2 separate regions of the Mus musculus genome follow, and region 1 is linked to region 2. Evidence: chromatin contacts called from public Micro-C data. All regions are on one chromosome and are shown on one strand. Each heading gives the region's core, a stretch centred on a gene start, on an enhancer-like site or on the middle of the called end of the contact. The rest is flanking DNA. Distances are from core to core; before and after follow the strand shown.

The links. Hi-C and Micro-C count contacts between places; a contact is called where the count stands out from the background.
Region 1: a Micro-C map of embryonic stem cells shows a contact between it and region 2, with 10 times the contacts expected there. The contact joins the promoter of Lhx1os here to the promoter of Tmem132e in region 2. A contact is called at or near these places in 1 of 39 promoter capture datasets (embryonic stem cells), 4 of 484 Hi-C or Micro-C datasets (all in embryonic stem cells) and 1 of 115 datasets of contacts at active chromatin or transcription factors (embryonic stem cells).

Annotation. Positions count from the first base shown.
Region 1 is chr11:84,523,155-84,527,297 of GRCm38.p6, forward strand. It overlaps Lhx1os (LIM homeobox 1, opposite strand), which reads left to right and starts at 2,506. Exons shown (of 4, transcript NR_038057.1): 1 at 2,506-2,594. It overlaps Lhx1 (LIM homeobox protein 1), which reads right to left and starts at 2,380. Exons shown (of 5, transcript NM_008498.3): 1 at 852-2,380. The coding sequence starts at 1,021.
Region 2 is chr11:82,387,457-82,391,291 of GRCm38.p6, forward strand. Tmem132e (transmembrane protein 132E) reads left to right here and starts at 1,444. Exons shown (of 9, transcript NM_001304439.1): 1 at 1,444-1,657. The coding sequence starts at 1,591.

The DNA.
Region 1 (4,143 bases), core at 1,256-3,755, 2.1 Mb after region 2:
ATAGCGAAGTAAAGTGTGGGATTTCAAATCACTGGGAAATATAATTTACATTCGGAGCCATTCTGTTCTGTTGAGTTGTGATCGGGACAAAGAGTTTAAGAAAATACATGTAAAATGGTAAACAGAAGAGAATTTTCCCGGTTCTAACGAGCCGCCAAGAGGTGGCCTTCCTTGTGGGGCATTGGCTGGAAAGGCACGAAGAGGAGCCTGAGCATTGGTCTGAGGCCAAAATCGAACCGCACGGTTCTCCCAGGTCTATGCTTAGAGGCCAATCCACGTTTGGGGAGACCCATAGACATACAGGATTGGCCTCAAGGTCGGACTCTTTATTGTGGCTTTCTGGGCCACAAGGGCTCTGTAGTTCCGACAAGATCTCTTGGAGAAGGAAGAGGCAGGGACTGGAATAAAGCTGGAGCCTCTAAGCTCAACTTGGAGAACCAACAAGCTGGGAGAACCAGAAAACGTCTTTGGTTGCTGGAGAGCTTGGCTTCGGGAAAGGCAAGCGAGAGCTGCAACCCCGAGGCTGCTCCACCTCTCCCTCGCCTTGTTAGGGCTGCTGAGCTGAAGCCATCTCAGACCCTTTCTTCCCAGGCGCGGGCAGCCAAACCCGGACCACGCTTTCCAGAACCAAGTACTACAGCTGATGTGTTTATAAAAAGATAAAGAGAAAATTAATATATCTCGCAATACCGACTAGCTTCCTAAAAGGTAGAAGCGGGAAAAGACTGGGCTGCCCTAGTAAAAGGCAGCTCCTAACGCGGCTGCTAGAGCCACACAGACCTCTGATCCGAAGCTGGCCTGGAAGGGCCCATGGGGAAGGAGCAACAGAGGCGCGGGAGGGAAGTACTCACCGGAAGAAGTCGTTTTTACAGTAGAGCTTGCCTTCCCGGGAGAAGCACTTCTCGGTCAGGTTGCATTTACATTCACAGCACTGGACGCACTTGACGTGCCAGGCCCTGTCCAACACGTTCAAGAGGAAACGGTCCAGGATGGGCCTTTTGCAGCCCGCACAGTGCACCATGGTCTTTGGTTTGGTCCGGTGAGGCCCGGAGCGACAGGGCAATTAGAGTCGAGGGGATGACTTCTGAAGACAACCAGCTCCTCCAAAAAGAAGAAACCCTCTCTAGTTGGGCAAGCAAAAAACCCGTACTAGCAAATCAAAAGGGGGAGAGACCAGGCTGGTAGAGGGCAGCCCCGGAGTCCCGGGGCAACGGGATGGAGCAGCGCCACCTCAGCTCACCGGGCGAGGAAAATCAGTCTCAAGCGGGCTAGAAAGCGGCTCTTCTGCTCAAAGCCCGCGAAGGAGTGAAGGTCACCGTGAGAGGCGGCGGGACGTAAATAAATAAAATGGAAACAGACGAAAAGGAAGACGCCAAGAGCTCAGGATTCGGGAAAGCTGGGTTCTCTCCAGCTTGAGGTAGAGCTGTCAGAAGTCAAAGTGCATCTGCTTTTGTCAGAGTATGAAGGCAGGTTGTGTGCGTGTCAGACTGCCCACCACCGGGTTTTCCCCTTTAAAAAAAACACGGAAAGAAAAGAACACGGGAGTAGAAAGCTTTGGATCCTACATTGCCGGTTTCTTGCAGTGAGTTGGGACGCTCTGGGCGCCCGCGCTGGGCCTGGGGAGGGGGCGGGGGCAGACCGAGGTGTGGGGGAGATGGCGGGTTGGGTAGGATATTTTGTTGATTGTAGTTGTTGCTTAGGTAGCCCCCACCCCTTTGGAGAGTTTTCTTTTTTGTGCCAGTCAAAAATGGAAAGGGACCGTCCGCTTCGGGCGGACGCAGCCGGGCGCACTCGCTCGCTCCCCACCGCCCCAGCCCTGTCACCTCGGCCGGTGGCCTGCCAGGCAGTCTGCCGCGTCCTCCGAGCGGCCCTCCCTGCGCTTGGACTCCTGGGGAGGCAACACGGTCTGGCTCTTCACTGCGCCTGGACGAGCATCCTGGCTTCAGTCACAACTCGCGGCCGCTTGGGCGCGCAGCCTTGCATCGCTCGGCCCACGATCCCGCTGCCTGTGTTCCGGCCCCACAGTCGCTCGACTTTTTTTTTTTTCCTTGTCCCCCCCACCTCTCTTTTTGTGCGGTGGCAAATCTGGGTTTTCTTTCTAGTCTCCTTCCTTTCTTTTTCCCTCCCTTTTTCTTTTCCTTGGTCAACGCGAGAAGCCAGGGGAGGGGGCGTCTTGGAGAGCTTTAGAATGTCCTGGGGCTGCGGCTATAGAAGGCCAGCGGCTGGAACAGTTTGGCGCGGATTGCCGGTGTCGCTGTCCGGCCCGCGGGTTCCTTGTTGGCTCTCCCCAGGCGCGCGTCCCTCGGTCCCTAGTCTCCTGGCCCAGTCTTCCGCGCGTCTCTCCCCAGCTCCAGCGGCTCGGTCACTGCTCCTGGCTGTTGGCTGAGCCCTGGAAGCCCCCTCGCCTTAATGCAGCGCCCGCCGACGTCACGGCAGTCTGTGACCAATCAGCGCCTCGCGGTCCTTCTGTAAACCATTCTGCGTCCCCCCCGGCCGGGGAGAATGCGGGGAGACCGCGTTTAGAGGATCAGTGGCGGCGGGCCCGCGCGGTGCCGGCGACTAGCAGCGAGATGTCCTGGCCCCTTCCAGGTTTGGTAAGACGTCCGTTTCGGCATCAAGGATTGACAGTAGGCGGGAGGAAGCGCGGAAAGGAGGCGCGGAGGAAGTCAGAGTTCTGGGTGGGGGTAAAAGCAAACCTATATATTTAAAAAGACTTGTTGGGATTAGATTGCAGCGAGATCTGGAAGCTTGGGAGGTCCTAGTACACTGGTTTTGCAAATCACTAGGTGTTGATAGCCCGCCCCTTGTTCGTTTGGCCTGGAAATTGCCCCCGGCGTAGCTCGAGTCTAAGGAGAGGTAGGGGGCGCTTGGCAGCGTAATCTCGCCTTCTGTCTGTTTCGGTGCCTCCTCCCCCTGTCCATCCAAAGTCCACCCGGCAGGGAGTCTGGGAGACACGAGTGTCGATCTCCCGCTGCGCTCACTTGCAAAGTTGATTCGGGCGATTTCCTGATGGGGGCGGGAGAAACCGGAGGCCCGGCGCCAGGGTGGGAGAAAGAGTGGGTGGGGAAGCGCTTCGGGTGAGGAGCTCCAACTCTGGCAAGAAGTTGTGAGAAAATTGTGATCCGGAGACACCTTTTACAAACAAAAACAAATGACTAGGTGGGAAACGGCGGGGCTCCCGCAGCTGGGGGGAGGTGGTAGCAGCGGGGGACTGCACCGTAGCAGCAGGGGAGGGAGGCTTGTGGCGCACTGACCGAATATGCCTGGCTCCCATTCCGGTCGTCCCTTTTCCAGGCTTCGAACAAGTTCCTTTCTTCGGACGTCAACCGACCTACCAGAGTTTATTCCTTAGGAATGTTACACTTTCCCAATTCTGTCCACGTTGTAAATTCCTGGCCACCTTCTTTGGGGGACGGCGACGAATCTGCCTAAGTGTGGAAATCGATGCGGGTCCTGAAGGCTTGAGCTTTAAAGAGTATTCTAGTTCCCAGGAGCACTCAAGTTAAGCATAGCAGCCCCCCCTCCCCCAAGCTTAACCCAAACATCTCAAAGTGGTGCCACTTCTGCTCTTATTTGGGGGAGGTGCTAGGAAAGCCCATTTGATCAAACTTGGAAGGACCCTGCAGCCAAATCTAGATGGAATTTCAGAATCTGTCTTTAGAGTTATTTCATCTATGAGCCTAGCAGATCTTCTACAGGGCTAAATTAGGAGAAAAGTGTGCAGAAACGCGGTTGGACTGGCAGTGAATCCGCATCCACTAACACAATACCCTTTTCCAGCGAAGAGAGAAGAAGCTGTTACGAATCTAGCTTTTGTTTGATGAGGTTGTTGGGTTTTTATAGGGCTGTGCCAATGACCCCTTTTCTCTCTCTTGCACCACCTGGCAACCCCGAAACTCATCAGCAGCTCTGGCCTTCCCACCCGCATGATCTTTGCTTTGTAAATCCAACCCGCCACGGCCTGCTTCACACGCCTTCTTAGAGATTTGCTCCCACCCCACCCCCGACCTCTGAGTGCGGGACCTCTAAAGCATTCTCGGTACCCCTGTCCACATACCCATTCCCATGGAGCGGCTGTGGACCAAAGTAGTGCAGCCAATAGTTCTCAAGCATAAATCCCTCTCCTGGTCCTTCCTAGGCTTA
Region 2 (3,835 bases), core at 194-2,693:
GCGAGCGCGCCAAGCTGGGCGCCCGCCCGCTACGGTCCTGGTGGGCGCTGGATGCCGGACCGAGGAGGAGGGCAGCGAGCATCAGTGTGTGTGTGTGTCTTTCTTCAACCATTTACCGAGGAGCGCCGTGGAGGTGGCAGCGACTGCTTCGGTCAACTGTGGCTCCCCCGCCTCTTTTTTTTTTCCTCTGGTCCTTGATTCTTCTTCTTCCCCAACCCCACGTCCAAGGAGAGCTGGACCCCTATCGGCATCTCTATCTTTTCTAGGCCGCCTAGGTACCCGCTGCTGCCTCTCCGGCCAGGGGCTGCGCAGGTGCGGTTGCCTTAGCCCACTGGCCGCGCTCCCGCTTCTTGCCACCCGTAGCTGGGACTGGAGCGGCGATCTACTCGCCCAGACTGACTCCGAAAGAGCGACAGCCTGTGCCCTGCCGCACCGAGGCAACGGGCGAGCGGGTGTCCAGGGGCAAGGCGGGGGTGATGGGTAGGACGAGGGATCGGAGACTGTGAACCTCGGAAAAGTTCAAGGTTTGTGTAGGTTCCCCCGGGAAAGCGAGGAGAGGTGTGAGGCGGGGCAAGGTACCCCTGTGCTGAGACAGCGACACCCTACCGGAGAGGAAAGAAAAGGGTAGCCGGTGCTGCCGAGGGCTGACCACCCCATCTCTCATCCTACAACGCTTACGGGCTGGATACTGGAGGAGACGCTCTGGGAAGAAACGGCTCGAGCTGGGGCGCCTTAGCTGGCGCTTCCGCTCCTTCGCTTCTCCTAGCTTCATCTCCATGGGGCAGCGAGTGCCTAGAGCTCCACCCTTGCTCCAGCCACCGAACCCCAGCCTGGCCAGGCGGCGCCGAGTTGGCCTGTGCTAGCGCAGACCCCGGTCGAGACTGGAGAGAGTGCTGGAGTCCAAGACCGAGCACTGCGAAGGGACAAACATCTGGTCCCCCACCTCAGACGTTTCGTCTGGGCGTCGCCTAGGGTGGTGGCGACCCGCGTCGCCTGTCTCATCCCTGCAAGGAAACTTTTCCTTCCCCGGATGGATTAAAGTTGCCTGGATTTTCTCTCTTTGCGAAAGAAATCATCCGTTTCCTCCCGACCTGGGATTTTCCCTACTGCTGCAGGGCGCTTGGGAGAGGAAGAAAGCCGCGCTGTGCATGTGGGGTTACCACCGAAACCGAGGCGATTCGAGTTCGCGTTGGGGTTCTGTACCTACGAGCGAGTACGGATCTGAGCGGCGCGGCGAGGCCAGGGGCTTCGGCACGCGGCCCTCGGCAGCCACCGGGACGTTGGTGGCCACCGGGCCCTGGGACCGCACGTGCGGCTCCCCCCTCTCCTCGCAGATCCTGCAGGGGGCACCAGCCCGGGGAGGTGGAGACTCCTCCCGCCCCGAGCTGCGCCCCCGCCGGCTCCGAGGGTGTAGCCGGTGGTGCCCGGGACGCCCCTCCCCTCAAAGTGTCCCCGAATTGCGCTTTCTGGCCCCCGAAGCCTCAACAGACACAGCTGGGCGCCAGTGAGTTGGAGGCGACCGAGCCCAGCCTGAGACCAATTCGCCGTGGATCTCTACACCCTCGGACCCCTCCTGCCCCCGCTTCGGCCATGGCCCCAGGGATGTCGGGCCGCCGCGGCGCCGCCCTACTCTGCCTCTCTGTGCTGCTCGCCCACGGTAAGTGTCGCGGCGCAGACTCGGGGTGAAGATGCGGCGGGCGCCCCTGGAGGGGGCGCAGAGAGAACCGAAGGAAGGAGCACCTCATCCCAGTGTTCCCCTGGACTCTCCGCCGTCGCTACCAGCACGGTTCCCGGCTGCAGCGGGAGTCCGCTGAGGGGACCGAGGTCGGTCCAGGGGAGATTGGGGCGGGGGGGGGGTAGATTCCTCGGTCTCAGAGTTAGAATTCAGGGAAAAACCCGAGACCCTGGGGGCGTGTCAGCTCACGGATATCTAGAGGGGTGCGAGAGATCAGCTAGGTCGAGTCTCGGGTACCCGGCCGCAGCTCCCCATGCAGCGCGAGGGGCTGGGGACCACTGGGACCGGCGAGATCGCGGCTTCCGGGCCCGGCGCGCAGGCGGGTGCGGGCCGTGCCGCCGGCTGTCTGGCTTCCTGCGGCGGGCCTAGGACAGGGACGCGCACGGTTGGGGCCCGGGAGGCTTGTGAGCAGCATCTCAATGGCCGGCCGGCTCGCAGAGCAAGTCGGGCGGGGGTCTGGGCAGCGGGCGCGGGCCGGGAGACTGGCGGCGCGCGAAGGCAGCGGGGCCGCGCTCCAGCGTTCTGCAATCTGTTGCGTCTGCTCCCCAGGCTCGCCCTGGGCTCTGGGCTCTGCCGGAAAGGGGTGACGGAGGGAGGAACCCGGGGATGGTGCGCCCCAGCAGTGAGATGGGGGATATGAAGGTTGGAGGCAGGGGGTAGTAGGACAACCTCCCCCACCCAGAGTGGGAACTCAAGATGAGCCAGGAGGGCGCTGCGGCGGGCTTCCGCAAGCTGGAGATGCTCCAGGAGGAGAGGGGCGCAAACCTAAACGAGAGAAAGGGAGCTGTGGAAGCAAGGGGGCAGGGGCGGCGGGGAAGCGGCCCTCTGCTGCGCCCAAGTGAAACCAGCTGACCCGGGACAATTCCCCAACCAGCAAAGGACTAGCTAGGGATATAAGACTCTGATGCCCCACTCCCGAGAGGGTGAGCCAAGGACAGAATTGGAGAAGGCCTTAGTGGAGCGAGCCATCTGGATGTTTGAGAGAACCGTCCGTTTGTAGTGGTCAGCTTTTGCCCGAATCTGTGCAGTCCCTGGCAGCCTGATTTGAGTGTGCTGTGAACCTCCCCACGGTCTCTTAATTCGTTTTTGCTCCGCAACGAACCCCCCTCCGCGCCCCTCGCCCCGAGTAGGGTGTATTTTCAAGGTTGAAAGAGTAAAGAGAAAGTGGTCTCAAGGAATCATAGGGCCCAAGAGCTAGGAGGCAGAAGGGAACAAGCTGAAGCTCCTCTGGGTGTCTGGGTTTCTCCTGCTGTGGAGTAAGCTGTTTTGCCTTTGGTTGGATTCCCTGGGGATTGCTTTTCTCTTGATTCTTCACGGGAGCAATGAGCAGGCATTGACCAGCAGGAATAAGGTATGGAGTTGTGACTAGGGATGCAGCCAGAGAGAAATCTTCATCCCGCCCCCCCCCCCAGGATGGTTGACAGTGGGTAAGGGTAAGACAGCTGTGTGGGGCTGGTGGAGTCCTAAAGCTCAGCCTAGCAGGCTTCTTGTCTAAGCATGGCTCTTGCCCTTGTTGGAGCTCCATTCCCAGGTCATTTTGGCCCTTGGGTAGCTCAGTTGCTGTCCCTAGGTCCCAGCTACTCACTAGCATACTCTCAGGCCCAGCCACAGATCTGTTCTTCCTGACCTGCCAGAACTGTCTGCTTCCCAAGTCTTTGCCCTAGGCAGGCCTTCTGGAGCGTCTTGCCAGCTGTGAGCCTTTTATCTAGGGCTCCCGGCTGTCCCTGGGCCTAGGGTGTCCCAGAGCACTGAGCAGGGACGGTCATCCATAACCTGTCCACACACACAATGCTAGCACCGTGCAGGCATGCTCAAGACAGAGGTACCGACTTGCGGAAGGAAGGATAGTGGAGGCAGTACCACTTTGTCCCCACTCCTAGCTCCCTTTCTAAGTCCTTCTCTGAGATCTAAAGTCCCTTTGTCAAGCCATAGCCCCAGTTCTACTCTCATCCCACAACAAGCGAGAGCAAAATGAGAGAAATACATCTCGTAAAAACAAATCAAACCTGAGCCTCAGGCCCTCATCCTGCAGGACCGACTGCCTAATGCTCCTCCTGCCAACCTCTCCCAGTTAGAGGAAGGTATGTGGACATATTGTCA